2 separate regions of the Ovis aries genome follow, and region 1 is linked to region 2. The links are chromatin contacts, called in public Hi-C maps. All regions are on one chromosome and are shown on one strand. The core of a region is the stretch at or near the end of the contact, and the rest is flanking DNA. Distances in the headings are between cores, read along the strand shown. Region 1 has its middle 4.2 kb from the start of MIR21. Region 2 overlaps VMP1 (vacuole membrane protein 1).

Region 1 (6,794 bases), core at 2,159-4,658, 92 kb before region 2:
CCAAAAGCCAGGAATGTTCACACCCCAATACTCCCAGGCTTCACAAACGGTGCACCCTCCTGAGGGGGGAATACTCAAGTTCTGTGCCCCTCTTCTCTACCCAAGGATTATGACACAAGTAAATCTCTCCTGGACTCTGGTGCTCCCGGTGAGTGGTATGACTGTGGTCATATGTCATTGATTCTGAACTCCTATCCAAGCCAACTTCAATAAGCATAACTCATTTACTGAAACGTGTAAACAGCCCCGGCACTGAAGCAGCCAAATGGAAAGCTGCCTTTACCACACGCTCTAGAAGGTGTAATAAGGCCACGATTCTGACTTTTTAGCTTGGCAGAGGTGGCTGGGAGGATGCCCTCCCGCTTACTTGGGAATACTAGTGGCATCCGGGTTCTTGGTGGCTGCCACTGCTGTCTAGGCGAGCACTGCTGGAATCTTGGACTCCGGTAGAAATATACTGGAAATCACATTGCCAAACTTTTCTCCTTATAAAGACAGACGATCTCTCCAGGAATGACCATCCTCCCCGATCTAGGAGGGAGGAGCCACCGGAGAAGCCAGCAGGATACAACTGTGGGAAGGAATTTTAGAGCAGTTTCCTGTGGCCCCAACATCCAGTCACAGGGCCATTCTTTCACAACGGTGCCACGTAATGATGGGGAGGCTTCGAGGATCACCTGCAGCAAAGCATAGAGGACGTGCCACTCTACACCTGCGGTCGCCAGCATTTTGGCCCCAGGGACCGGTTCTCATGGAAGACAATTTTCCCGCGGATTGATGGGGTAGGGTTGGGGGTGGGGATAGTTTGGGGACGATTCAAGCGAATTTACATTTGTTGTGTACTTTATTTCTATTATTATTACATCAGGTCCTTCTCAGATCATCAGGCATCAGATCCCAGAGGCTGGGGACCCCTATTCTAGAGAATTCTCAGAAAAAGTCAAGTTTATTCTCTGACAGGGAGTGGTCTGTGGATGGCACATTCACTAGGAATTGGGGAGTTGGGAAAACTGTATATATTCCTATACAAGGTCCCACTATTCTATGGGTCTCTTCCCTTCATATGTTCAGAACAGAGCAGTGACTCTCTCCCTCCAACTTGATCCTCCTATTACTATATTCCTGGCTCAGTGACCAATGGTTATTGCTGTCTGCACAGGGTTCCCTGGTGCCTCCTTCATTTACTCCACCTTTTACTTCCTCTTTACCTGGATTCTACTTAGGCAGCATCTCCTGCCTGCTTTGGATCTCCGCTAATGCTTCACCCACCGCAATATCCATTCAGCAAACACTCATTGTGATCCCACCCTCTGCTTGGCTCTGAGCATACAAAGGAGAACACAACAGTGTCTGCCCTTCTGGTGCTTAGGGTCGAGTTGGAGGAGACAGTGAAGATGAGGAAACAGACAACCTACTGGGTTGGCCAGAAAGTTCCTTTGGGGTTTTTGTACAGTATGATGGGAAAACCCAGACTTCCCTGGTGGTCTGGGACCTGCCTGCCAGTGGAGGCGGCACAGGTTCAATCCCTGACCAGGAAAGATTCCAGGTGCCATGGGGCAACCGAGTGCATGACTGAGCAGTGCTCTGCAACAAAAGAAGCCACCGCAGTGCAAAGCCTTAGCACAGCAACTGGCGCGAGCAGCCCCCCGCTCGCCGCACCTAGACCAAGACCACACCCAGCAACAAAGAGCTGGCCCGGCCAGAATGAAAGAACAGCGTTTAAAAACAATGGATCAAACCGGGCCAACAGATGAATATTTTATGTGCATCCTTTAAAGGAAACCAAATGAAGCTGGGCAGAGAATAACAGAGGCTGAAGTCTTCTTGGTCTTGGGTCTGCTCACCCTCAACACAGCCCCCTCACTGGTGCTTCCTGGTGTCTCTCACAGGGCTTTCCCCTCACCCCACCCCTACTTGGAAATTCAAATGCCACACCCATCATCATGAAACCTTTTCTGATCCTTCCTGGTCAGCAATTCTCTTGCTTTTGCCAGTTTTTTTCTCTTATGGCCTCCATCTTACTCTACATCTGTAGGTACCTGCATATTTGCATAACCCTCAAGAAGACTGTGAGCTCTTGAAGGGAGATCCCTTTTCAACACTTTGTCTCCTCTCTACTGTATCTTAAACCAGCAGAGATTAAAAAATGTATAAAAAAAATATTTCCCCCTCAATGTGGTTAATACTACAACTGGCCCTATTTCATAGGGTTGTTACGAAGATCAAATAAAACTCAAGATGTGACAGTGCTTCGAAAAAGAAAAAAGGTGTGTACCTTTGTACAGACTGCTTTGTAGTCATAATCATAGCAAACATCATTCTGGAAACCTGCCCACACAGGACGGCTAAGAGTGGAGCTGGTACAGGGCTATGCAAAGCAAAGGCTGGTCATCTGGTTAAATACCAAACGCTTTGGGGCTCTTGTCTTGATTTTCTGCTATCTCGCTTTTCCCATCACCTACCTTGTGATCACAAGATGAAACAAGCAAGCAGACACCTGGACTTTTGCACTGGACTTTTCCACAGAACTGAGTGGCTAAGAGCCAGCCAGAACACCTAGGTTTAATTCTTGCTCTACTTCCTTGCTTCCTCCAGCATATCACTGAACTTCTCTGCCTTCATTTCCTCATGGGGCTGTTGGAAGGATTTAATGATTAAATACAATAATGTAAAACAACACTGAAAACCCTGCCTGGTACAAAGCAAGCAAGCAAACAAGCAATCATTATCAAAGTTATCATAAATCCACTGTGCTTCCTGGTACAGGGCACATCAGAGGAGGTCCCTGGGAGCCAATCTTGATTGCTGGTGGTGTGCGGCTGTTTACAAGGAACACACTCTGGAGAGGGTTATGGGAGTGGAAGGGAGGTTGGTGCAAAGGACCAAATGGAGAAGAGGCATCTGAAGAGTCTCAAGAGTGTGGCCAAACCATGTGAGGTTCGGTAGAGAAAGTTTGGCAGCTGTAAGAGGCTTAGGACTGTCTTCCAGGTGAAAGTAATTCAAGACACTAGGAAGTGCCATCAGAAACGAAAGGCAGAAAAAAGCCTTCCCTCATTATTTTTGGCTTTCATCTTTTTAAGTTGTAAAAGGAAGTCGAGGACAACAGGGTTCTCCGGTAACATGGAGCATCGGGCGTCAGCACTTCCTGCTGGGAGAAGTGAACCAGAGCTGTTCTTTGCTGCCTGGTAAGGAGCCAGAGGAAGACAAGAGTAATCTGAACAGGCATTCCCCACCTTTGGGGAAAGGCGGAACCCATCCCTTTTTGCAAATCCCAAACTGCCTCACTCCACAAAAACAATTTTTCCCTCCGTCAGAAACAGACGGGGACACAATTAAGCAATGCTGTCGGGCAGGGTCAGTCACAAGTGAGTGGCCTGGAGGAAAAAGCTGCTCATGCTGTTCCCTAAAGGGGGATAAATGGCAACAAAGGGAAATGACGTTTGGAATTAGGTGGGGTCGGGGGAGAGAAAAGTGGCCGGCAGAGGCCTCCTTGAATAAACAAGGTTTTTCCCAAAGGGCTCTGGGTGGAAGGCCATCAAAGCAAGCTGTCCACACTCCTCCCTGGAAACTCAGAAGGCTGGGACTGTTAGCTTAGATAGGTGGCCCAGGGGTCCCTCTCAGCCAAGGATACCCAGAAAAAGCCAGAGCCTTCCCCTCAAGAATTCAGGAATGCGGTTTCCAACGCAAACAGATACTAACACTGTAGAAATAGTGCTGGAGTGTGTCCAAGCCTTCCCTTTATGTCCTTTGAGTCATTTGGAAATGGTTAACAAACGGGTTGAACACCTGGGCTGATTACCCCAGAAGGGGATTTCCAAATAGACCGTGTGCTGTAAAATCATCTCTTCCCTTCCCCAAGCAATTCAGCTCCACTTAGTCTCTGAGGTGTGCCCTGAAAGATGCCAAATTTTCTAACTCTGATTAGAGGCTTTACTGAGTTACAGCAGCAACTGCTGCTGACACAAAGGAACAAGGCGCCAAGTAACTCTGTGCTTTTTAAAAAGGTTTATTTTAAATTAAAAAGAACAGATGTCTGATGTTTCAAAAAGCCACACATTTGTGGATTTGGCTGACAAAGCCTCTAAGTTGCGTTTCATTTCTGTTCCGAGACATCCAGCCACTTAGAACTGACTCACTGTCTCTGAGCCACAGTTTGGGCCGGCATCCCAACTACAGAGTCTAGTATCTCAGATCTCAAATGAATCCAGGGTGTATGGGGAGAGCGGGGACCATGTAAAACAACTTTTTTTTTTTTTTAGTAGCATCAACACCCACACAGCAAACCGTGGAAGGCTAGTAGGTCAAAGAGAATGAGTAAACGGTTGGCACCTGCCTGTCCCAGCGCTGCACAGCTCTAAAGGCAATGAGTAAGCAGCTGTCCAGAACAGGTTTTTGTTATAATCCCTCTTGTGAGCTCTGGTTCAGTATGCAAATAGATGTAGGTTATTTGCTGCAATTCAAGCCCTCATTCTCAAGGCAAAGACATTACCTCAAGTTACCTCTTGGCCTTGCTGGAAAGGGAGGGGCCAGGAACCCCAGCCCCTGACTACGAGACACAAATGACTCCACTGCTTTTAGAATTTTAAAGAACATCATGCGCTTTCTTTTCTTGTTGTCTTTGAGAATAAAGGAACTAAACACTTCACAGGTTGCAGCTGTGTGTAGCACTTCATTTACTATGTTTTGGGACTATCAGAGCTTTGATCATGCCAGTCAGAGGTGGAATGTTAGTTGGCTTTCAAAAATGGCCACTAAAACTCCTGCTTAGGTTGTCTTAACCTTTTGGGGGCACATTAATAACTGTTTAACAATAGAATAAACCAATCTGTGTTTTCCTTTTTTCTGCTTTTTGGGTTGTCGTGCATCCTGTGGGATCTTAGTTCCCAGCCAGGGATTGGACCCACACCTTCTGCAGTTGAAGCATGGAGTCTCAGCCGCTGGACTGCCAGTGAAGGTGCCCTTGTGTGTTTTTCTAACAGGGATAGGACTTTCAGTCTATTGGAGAAGACCTGGAGGGCTACCAAATCAGATTTTCCTTTTACTGTTCAAAACCTCTTGACACTTGGCAAATCTCACTGGATATTATAGATGGAGTGTTACCAATAAAGTTATTAAAAGCTGACCATTCCCTTTTATCTACCTTCTAGACTTTTTAGCATTAACTATCTTTATAACAAATTAGAAAATGTCAACATTTAAAGCTGGTAAGGTTAGACCCTGGTGGCTTAGATGGTAAAGAATGTGCCAGCAATGCAGGATGATCCCCTGGAGAAGGAAATGGCAACCCATTCCAGTATTCCTGCTTGGGGAATTCCATGGATAGAGGAGCCTGGCATGCTACAGTCCACAGGTTCACAAAAAGTGTCGACTAAGTGACACTACTTTTTCCAAGGTTAGACAAGAATTTTCAGTTATTCATAGTAAATTTTGTGTATCTGTGCTTTGTACCTTAATTAGACTAGCTGACCCCCCCCCCCCCACCTTTTGATAGGTTAAGAAGTGGATTTACTTAGAGATGTACATCACAGACAATGCAGTCTCAAAAGGCCAGAGCCGTCATGGGAGGAACACACTCCAAGCCAAAGTGTGGGCCATCTCAGAAGACAAGAGGTCTGGAGGCCTATTTCTAGATTTGAGAAGTTTTGGTATTACTAATCAAGTCATTAGTTCATTAATTTCTGCTTTTCTCTATTAATTTGTATACTGGATTTAGTTAATAAGTTCTTTAGACAGAGCATATTTACTCCCAAACAAGGGAACATATGCAGACAGCATTTAAAATCCTATTTTTGAAGTGAGCAAATGCAATGTTGTAAAATTCTCACATGTGCAGCAAATACTGTCTTTGATGAATTAAAAAACTGCTAACATGCTAACATCAACAGCTTCTTTAAATTTTACCTGATGTAATCCTTAGGACAACCTGGCTATATATAACCTCTGTTTTTATAGATGAAATCAAGGCTGAGTTAAAAACTTTCTCCAGGTAACATGTTAGAGGCAAAAATCTAAACCACTGTTAACAGACACATGGAGGCAAACGGGTTTCAAAACATATGGAAAGGCTTTTTGATGCTAAAGATTGGGGTCTCATGAGTTCTTCACATGTGGGTCAGTCAAAACAGAGATCACGCCAGTTTATAAGAGGGCAGTTAGTTGTTTTATTTAGCTTCTTGCATAATTTGTACTTACTGGATCGCTTTGAGTAATAAGCCTCAAGTTGCCCTCCTAAAGCTACAGACAGCACAGAGCACACGAGGAACACAGGCTGAGCTGGTTTGTAAGGAGCACACGTTACTTACTCTGTATGCCTAATAAACTAGTGTACTTCAGAAACATCACTTCCAGCCTTGTCTTTCTCTGGATTTTCAGAGAACAGATACAGAGGCCATTATCCAAATGAAAATAAAATTCTTTCCTCTAAGCTCTATCCTCTGGGTTATGGTTATACAGAGAACACAGAAAACACTGCATGCTCCTATGCAGCGTTGTCTGGAGGGAGGTGCTCCTCAGTACTTGTGTATACACTGTAACGTGTTGCCTTGTATTGCCATTGCTTGACATTCACTGAGTTGCGACAGTTAAGATGCTGCAGATATTTAAGGCACAGAAGAGACTTAACAAAACAGAGATGGAATCAAAAGAATTCCCAGGCTCCCCCCCTTTTTTTATTTACAGGAACATCAAACCATCTATTTACAAATTTTCTGGTCTCCAATCAGCTGGAATTAACTAGGCGTGTCTTTGGGATCTTGCTGTCTGTGTCTGCTTTGGTGGATTAAAGAAAGGAACCA
Region 2 (7,498 bases), core at 3,695-6,194:
GCTTCACAGAGTTTCAAAGAAGGTAACCATGTATACATGGCTATACATATCACCTCTGGATAATTCTGTGCTACAAGGGTAACAATGAGCAGCTCTGACCTAGACTCTGTGGTCTATGAAGTCTAAAACATTTATTATTTGGACATTTACATAAATAGTTTGCTGATCCCTGATTTAAAGGAAAACATAAACAACACGGGAAGAAATACAAGTATAAAAATAATAAAATGGAAATTCTAGAGCTGAAAATGTAATATCTGAAAAATATATTTGAAAAATATGAGAAAAATTCACTCGATAGTCAACAGATTAGATACCACAGGACAAATATTAGAGAACTTGAAGATAAGGCAACAGAAAGTATGTGAGCCAAAGGATACAGAGAGAAAGGCGATGGAGAAGCAAACTTCAGTAACCTGTGGAATAATACCAAACAGTCTAATATATATGTAACTGGAATCCCAGAAAGAGAGGGGAAAGTGTGTGTGTGTGTGTGTGTGCACATGCATGCCTGTTGGCGAAGGGGTGGCCGAATATTTTCAAGATCTGATGAAAACTATCAATCCATCAACTCACCGATGTAAGAAATTCAACAAACCTCAGTCAGGATCAACATAAAACACAATCAAATTGCTGAAAATCATCATAATCACATCATAATCAAATTCTATAATTCAGCAATATCAAGAAAGTCTTAAAAGCAGAGGGGATAAAAATAACACATTATATAGGCAATCTTGCTTCACTGCAGTTTGCAGATATTGTGATCTTTACAAACTGAAGGTTTGTGGCAATCTTGTGTCAAGCGAATTTATTGGCTCCATTTTTCCTACAGCATTATTATTTAACTAAGGTATATATATATATATTTAGGCATGTAATAGAGTATAATATATAGTAAACGTAACTTTTAGATGCACTGAGAAACCAAAAAATCCATGACTTGCTTTCTCACCATACTCGCTTGTACTCTGGAACCAAATCTACAATGTCTCCAAGGTATGACTGAGTCATCTACAGGGAAATACAGATAGGGTTTTCTCATCAGAAACAAACCAAAACCAATGGAATTACTTCTCTAAAGTGCTGAAAGGGGAAAAAAAAATCTGTGAATCTAGAATTAAGGAAAAATATACTTCAAAAATAAAGATGAAATAATAACATTTTCAGACAGACAAAAGCCAAAAGAATGTGTTCCAGGAGAGAACACCGTTTTTCCTCATTTTAAAATCTCTTTAAAAAAAATAACTAGTTGTTTAAAGCAAAAACCATGATATATGTCAGACGTCCCAGGTGGCTGAGCCATAAAGAATCTGCCTGCCAAGGCCAGAGATGAGGAGACATGAGTTCGATCCCTGGGTGGGGAAGATTCCTGGAGGAGGAAATGGCAACTCACTCCAGTATTCTTGCCTGGAAAATCCCATGGAGAGAGGAGCCTGTTGGGCTACAGTCCACAGGGTCACAGAGAGTCAGACATGACTGAGCACGCAAGCACACACACACGCGACATATGCAGAAGTAAGATACAAGAGAGTTCAGTTGCTCAGGCATCTCTAACTCCTTGCAACCCCATGGACCGCAGCATATGTAAGACAGCAAATATAAGACAACAACAGCATAAAGTATGGGAGGGAGAAAAGGGATTATAACATTATAATGTGGTTATAGTATATATCCTAAAATACTACTCATTTCAAAAGAAGGTAAGAAAAGAATAGAAAACAGGTGGGGACCAGCAGTTTAAGGGTAGACTTAAACCCAACCACACTGACAGCTAGATTAATTGCAAATGTGCCAAATATACAAATGAAAACGTAGAGTGTCAGACTGAATTAAAAAGCAAGACCTCAGTATGTGCTCTCTACAAAAAGCCCATTTAAAATATCGAGATCCAAAAGTAAAGGGATGAAAAAAGATAAAGTGTGTAAAAATAATCATACAAAAGATAGAGTATTCTACATTAATAAGAGACTAAGCAGATTTCAGGAGAGGGTATATTATTTTACAGAAATGAATAAGGACATTTCATAATGATAAAAAAGGCTAATTCTCAGGAAGACAGAAAAATCCTAAATGTGTATGCACCTAATAACAGCATGTCAAAATATATAAAGCAAAAACTAACAGAACTAAAATGAGAAATAAAAACATGTCTACAATTAGAGTTGAAATTTCAACACCCGTCTCTTTCATTGACAGAATAAACAAACTGAAAACCAGAATGAATACAGAAAACTTGAACAACATGGAACACTATACCCCAAAATAGCCAAATACATATTCAAGTATACATGAAAGTCACCAAGAGAGATCATATACTGTGGTATAAGTGAGTCTCAGCACATTTAAAAGAATGTACCATGTGACAAGGTAATACAAGCAGCACTTCTTGAGGAAAAGTAGCAAATGATAGTCCTCAAAAGTTAATTTTTCTATTTAAGGACAGTGTCCTTAAATCTAGGTAGTGGTAATCAATGGAAGTTAAACAGCTATATACAGCGCAGGCTGTTATTCCCCAGCACAGGAAGCTCTATAAATTTCCTAGCTAGCAACCAGGTCACTAGTAACATTCACAAACTGCCTCTGAGAGTTCCGAATTACTGCCAATGGAAGTTCCCTTTAATGATTCCGAAGGTCAAATTTTATGATTGGGATGAAAAGTTACACTCTCATCAGAGTGACAGGTTTTTAGGGTCCTTTTTTGGGGTGGGTGGTTACTTTAACATAGTCATTCTAAGTGAAGTCAACTCAACAAGACAGTTCAGCTCTCTGTGATATATCGAACATCTGGTTTTGCTTCAGTTCAAAGCCTCATATATCTTAGTCTCATGAGCTGTATTACACTGTATTTTCCAAAGTTTTGATAGTGGAATAATTTTGCTCTGTCCAGGATAAAAAGATGTAGTGCTTGGCCAGGCGAGAGGATGTCTGGGTGAGAGTAAGACCATAGTTAGCTAGGGGGTGGGTGGGAGGTTGAGGAGGAGACAGGATTTCTAACAAGAGCAGATACAGGCATTTGCAGGAAAAGTATTTTAACTTAAAACATTCTTTTAAGATAAATTTTTAAAGTTACACTTCTGTAATTTACATTCTTTCAGGAATAGTAAATATACTATTAGCTCTATCAAATTAACAGAAATTTAGAATTAAAAAAACCCATTATCCCAGAGGTAAAATGATCATTCCTGAAATTATAACACACAAAAATATCCCAAACTGGTAGCGAGGAGTTCTAAGCAGTGCCCTGATAAAGCAGGACCTATATAAGTCCTGAGAAAGCAGTCCTGGCGCCACAAACACAAATTAGTAAATGACAAAAACTAGTCTATGTATTGTTGCTCCATTTAAAGACAAGTGTTTTCTGGATTTTTAACTTTGTTTGGTTCTTTTGGGGGCCCTTTTTTCCAGAGACATTTTTGAAAAAGTGAAAACCTAAAATGATCGTATCAGTTAATTATAAGCCTAATTTAGCCAAGCTTTTTTATCAACCAGGATGACAAATATGATATCACAATAATAGTGTAGTACAGGGACTTCCCTGGAGGGCCAGTAGTTAAGACTCAGAGATTCCAATGTAGGAGGTCTGGATTTGATCCTTGGTTGAAGAACTAAGTTCCCACATGCTGCACAGCTAGGGGGCTGCCCCCGCCAAAGAAGAGTGTAGTATGTGTATGCATGAGTTTTTTTAAGGAAGATGAGCAGACAGACAGACATTCTTCCACTCCAGGCAGCTCCCTCAGAACTGATAAAACATTCCTAAAGACTGGAGTTGTTTGTATAACATCTGTAATGTCAATTCATAGCCTAATCCATCATCCATACACAGAAGTCAAGTGTGATCCCAAAGGCAAAATTTCCAATTAGTTTTGTCTGGAAAGTTTAAGGCAAAGGTAATAAAATCAAGAATTCTGTGCTGATTCACTGGGAAAACATTTGTTTGCCACACTCCTTCTCTGAGGAACAAAAGGAGTCAGTGGTTAGTCTGGAATGTGATTCATTAGGAATATCTGGGTGATAAATAAATGAAAAGAGATGACAAATGGTTGTCTGTATGACTTGCAAAACCTTTGTTTTCTTTAAGTCCAACTTTCAGGGGAGTTTAGAAATGCTTTTACAAACAGGAATTCTACTCTTCAAATTCTTTTAATCATTGCTTTTCTCATCGTAGTCAGAAAACAGTTTACCTAAGGTTACGGTGTACAACAAATAACTCTAGAAGGCTAGAGCATAAAATTGTTGATTCCAAATGGACACTGAGAAGTTTAACTAGTGTTTGTGGGTTTTTTCCCTATGAAAAAGAGTTTATAAATTAAGCCCCTCTTCTCTCCCTATAAAAGGTGCTACAGTGTGTAAAGAAACAGTAATTTGGCCATTAGCTATGTGGATTTTAGTTTTCTAAAAATCTGTTAGTAACTTAACTAGATGTACTCAGACTTCTATCTCACATTCTTCATTTGATGAAAAGCCCGATAATAATAATGGTAATAATACCTGTTCAACCTAAGTAAGAGAGTAATATAATGAGGTTATGTAGTAAAAGTGTTATGATAAGTATAAAATAATCAAAATGAAAATCTGTAAACTCTATAGTTCAGATTCTAGGTTATAAGGACGTGTCTTCAAAGTCATTTTTTATTATATTAAATCAATCATAGTAAAAATATGTTTCACTTTTCTTCTCTAAACCTAAACAATTTTGATCATAAAGTTGATCTAATATTCAGGAGGAATGGACCACGTATTTATAAAGAGAACTTTTAAAAAGGTTACAATTTGTCTAAAATAGATATCCAAAAGAACAGATTTCAGGTAAACTGAATCTTACTCGCTTTCATTTAAGTGCACATTAATAGATAGTGACTTCAGGGCAGGAAGTCAGTCAGTCTGTGCATATCCTTCTGGGTTTGGTGAGAACCCAGCCCTGTCCTGGAGATCCTGGTTTCTACTTTTGATGTGGTGATACTCTTAAGAGTTAATACATGAGTCATTCCTTGGGGAAAGACTCAGAGCTGATCATGCCCTCATCAAAAAAAGGGCAAACAGATCTTTTCTAAGAAGGGCCTGATGGTCTTCCCGCAAGAGCCCTGAGTCACTGCATACTTATAGCCAGAGTCATTATACCTATACAGAGCAATATTAGGTCACACTAGAACCTTCCTTTTGGCAATTTCTTCCCTTTTTTGTCTTAGAGGGACAGACAGGTAAACTATGGAGCAATCATCAGAAGTCAAGCAGGAAAAAATGTGAAGAGGTTGGCTAACAATTTTTAAAAGAATTGTTCCAGCTCATGGCATTAAATGATTCCTATAATAGTTCTCTTATTGAAACTGCTTCACTATTTCACTTCAACCCATATCCATGCAGTTTTTCAAATAACATTTTCTTTAGGCAATAAGTAGCCAAGAGTCAAAAAGCTTAAGAAAGGCTTTATATGTATACATATAAAAGAGTACTACAAAGCACTATATACAAACGATGAGGCACTTATTCACTAAAGGAAACAGGGCGCTACAGACAGAGAAGTTCTGCGAACATTTGATAGTAATCAAGACGTTGGACTTCTTAATACAATTTTTACCACATTTTAGCAGTGAAGCAACATTAAACTTTAAGGGAAAAGCAGACTTTTGCATTTTACACAGGGGCAAATATCTCACTACTTACTTTCCTTGTATTTACTATATAACAAACAGCCCCAATTTTTTTTTTATTAAAATGGTCTTTGTTTATGTTTTCAAGTAGAATTCTTTATTCATTTATATCTTATTACCATATCTGATAACCACATTCTAAACTTACAGTTTTATGGCCATGGTTTCTCATGGTACTTAAAACACTCTTGACATTCACTGATTTTTAGATGCAATGTATTTAAACTACCAATCTTTATCTATAAAATGATATTCTTAATCTAAAACAGTCGTTTAACACAACTGACTCATAAATACCATTCAGATGATAATGCCCTGATGGTATATCTTTTTGTAAAATCTGATCTACTTTACAATGTAACTAAATAGCTTCGAAACTTTTCTATGTTCCAATTGCCATCTAAATAAGGCAGTTCTAATGTGAAAATTCCTCCCGTTTTGATTCCCAAAGGTGAGGGAATTCAATGGTTAAAACAGATGACAAAGAGAAAAGGCATTTTGTACAATACATTCAGCCTTCTATTTACAGCTTACTATTTGAGAGTCTTTAAAAACTTTAAAGTGATTGTTGATAGTTTTTGTTCTCAGAGTTCTTTGTCTAAGAGCTGGGCTTGTTTTGAAAGGAACATAGGGCTTGGTAAACCTTTCTCCAGGAAACTGCTCCACCTAGTGTCAAAACTGTCTGTGTACACATTATCTGTAAATTCTTGCTGAAGGACTCATTCTCTTTGTTACTGTTAAACAGAACAGACTTTATAATCATTAATAGCAGATGCAGTTTGTTGCTGCTGTCTGTCGCTAACTCGTGTCCAGCGCTTTTGCGACTCCATGGACTGCAGCCTGCCAGACTCCTCTGTCCATGGCAGTTCCCAGGTAAGGATACTGAAGTAGGTTGCTGCTTCCTACTCCAGGGAATCTTCCCAACCCAGGGATTGACCCTGGGTCTCCTATATTGGCAGGTGGATTCTTTACCACTGAGCCACCTGACAGTTGTTAAATCACCTTCTCTTACAACATTAGGAATAATAATGTATGTGCATATAAGGAGCATCACTGAGATATACTTCTCATTATCAAGTTCCAATGTTCCTGCTTTTAAGCTGGTTGTTTACAAAATTACGAATCATATATCCTAGTAATGGGAATAATTCTAATGTGGCTACTGAAATTACCTTATCGCTTCTCCCAATTATTTGTAACAATCTAAATGTAATTCAAAAATTATTTATTTCTCAAATGATTGCAGTGTTGTAAAGGTTGTATTTTTATAACAGACTGGTTCTGCACACATCAATGGTTTCAAACATGAGATCAGAACTAAATTTTGTTGTCATCAGGCAGCTCAACCGGAAGAAATTCTTTTACTTTTCTCTTCATGAAAAGTTGCCTTTTTTTTTTTAACCCCCTGATGGTCTTCCAGACCACTCAAGCACTTGCACAACCATAATTCTCTCCCAAAACGTCATGTTAAGTCTACTCTTATGACCTGGAAGAGAGAAGAAATCCTTTTTTGGCAAATGGAGAAATCAAATGCATAACATGTCACATAAAAATCCTTAGAGGGTAGTTAGTTCACTAAGGCTCCCGAGTTCAATATGCTTCTTCTGGTGTACTATCGTCATTCCATGAATTAGAGCCAGGGTTAGCAAACTACAGCCTGGGATTAAACCCAGTCTGCTATTTGTGTTTTTGAATAAAGATTGACTGGAAAACAGTCACATTCATTCCTATATACTGTTTCTGGGTGCTTTCTTGCTACCATGACAGATCAGAGGAATTACAAAAGGGATTGCACGGCCTGCAAAGCCTAAAACATTTACTATTTGGCCCCTTTACAGCAAAAGTGC

The links. A called contact is a pair of places that touch in the nucleus more often than the background predicts.
Region 1: a contact with region 2 is called in a Hi-C map of liver, with 5 times the contacts expected there. The contact joins two enhancer-like sites. A contact is called at or near these places in 15 of 16 Hi-C or Micro-C datasets (blood, hypothalamus, liver and 7 more).

The regions. Positions count from the first base shown.
Region 1 is chr11:10,496,070-10,502,863 of ARS-UI_Ramb_v3.0, reverse strand. No RefSeq gene overlaps it. Among named protein-coding and RNA genes, the nearest start is that of MIR21, 4.2 kb to the right of the region's middle. Within about 2 kb of position 3,408, at least 29 of the 54 cell types and tissues checked have an H3K27ac peak or open chromatin away from gene starts, as enhancers often do. A contact at or near this core is called in liver, where this site is marked.
Region 2 is chr11:10,404,812-10,412,309 of ARS-UI_Ramb_v3.0, reverse strand. The region is part of intron 4 of VMP1 (vacuole membrane protein 1); the gene reads right to left. Among named protein-coding and RNA genes, the nearest start is that of VMP1, 44 kb to the right of the region's middle. Within about 2 kb of position 4,944, at least 27 of the 54 cell types and tissues checked have an H3K27ac peak or open chromatin away from gene starts, as enhancers often do. A contact at or near this core is called in liver, where this site is marked.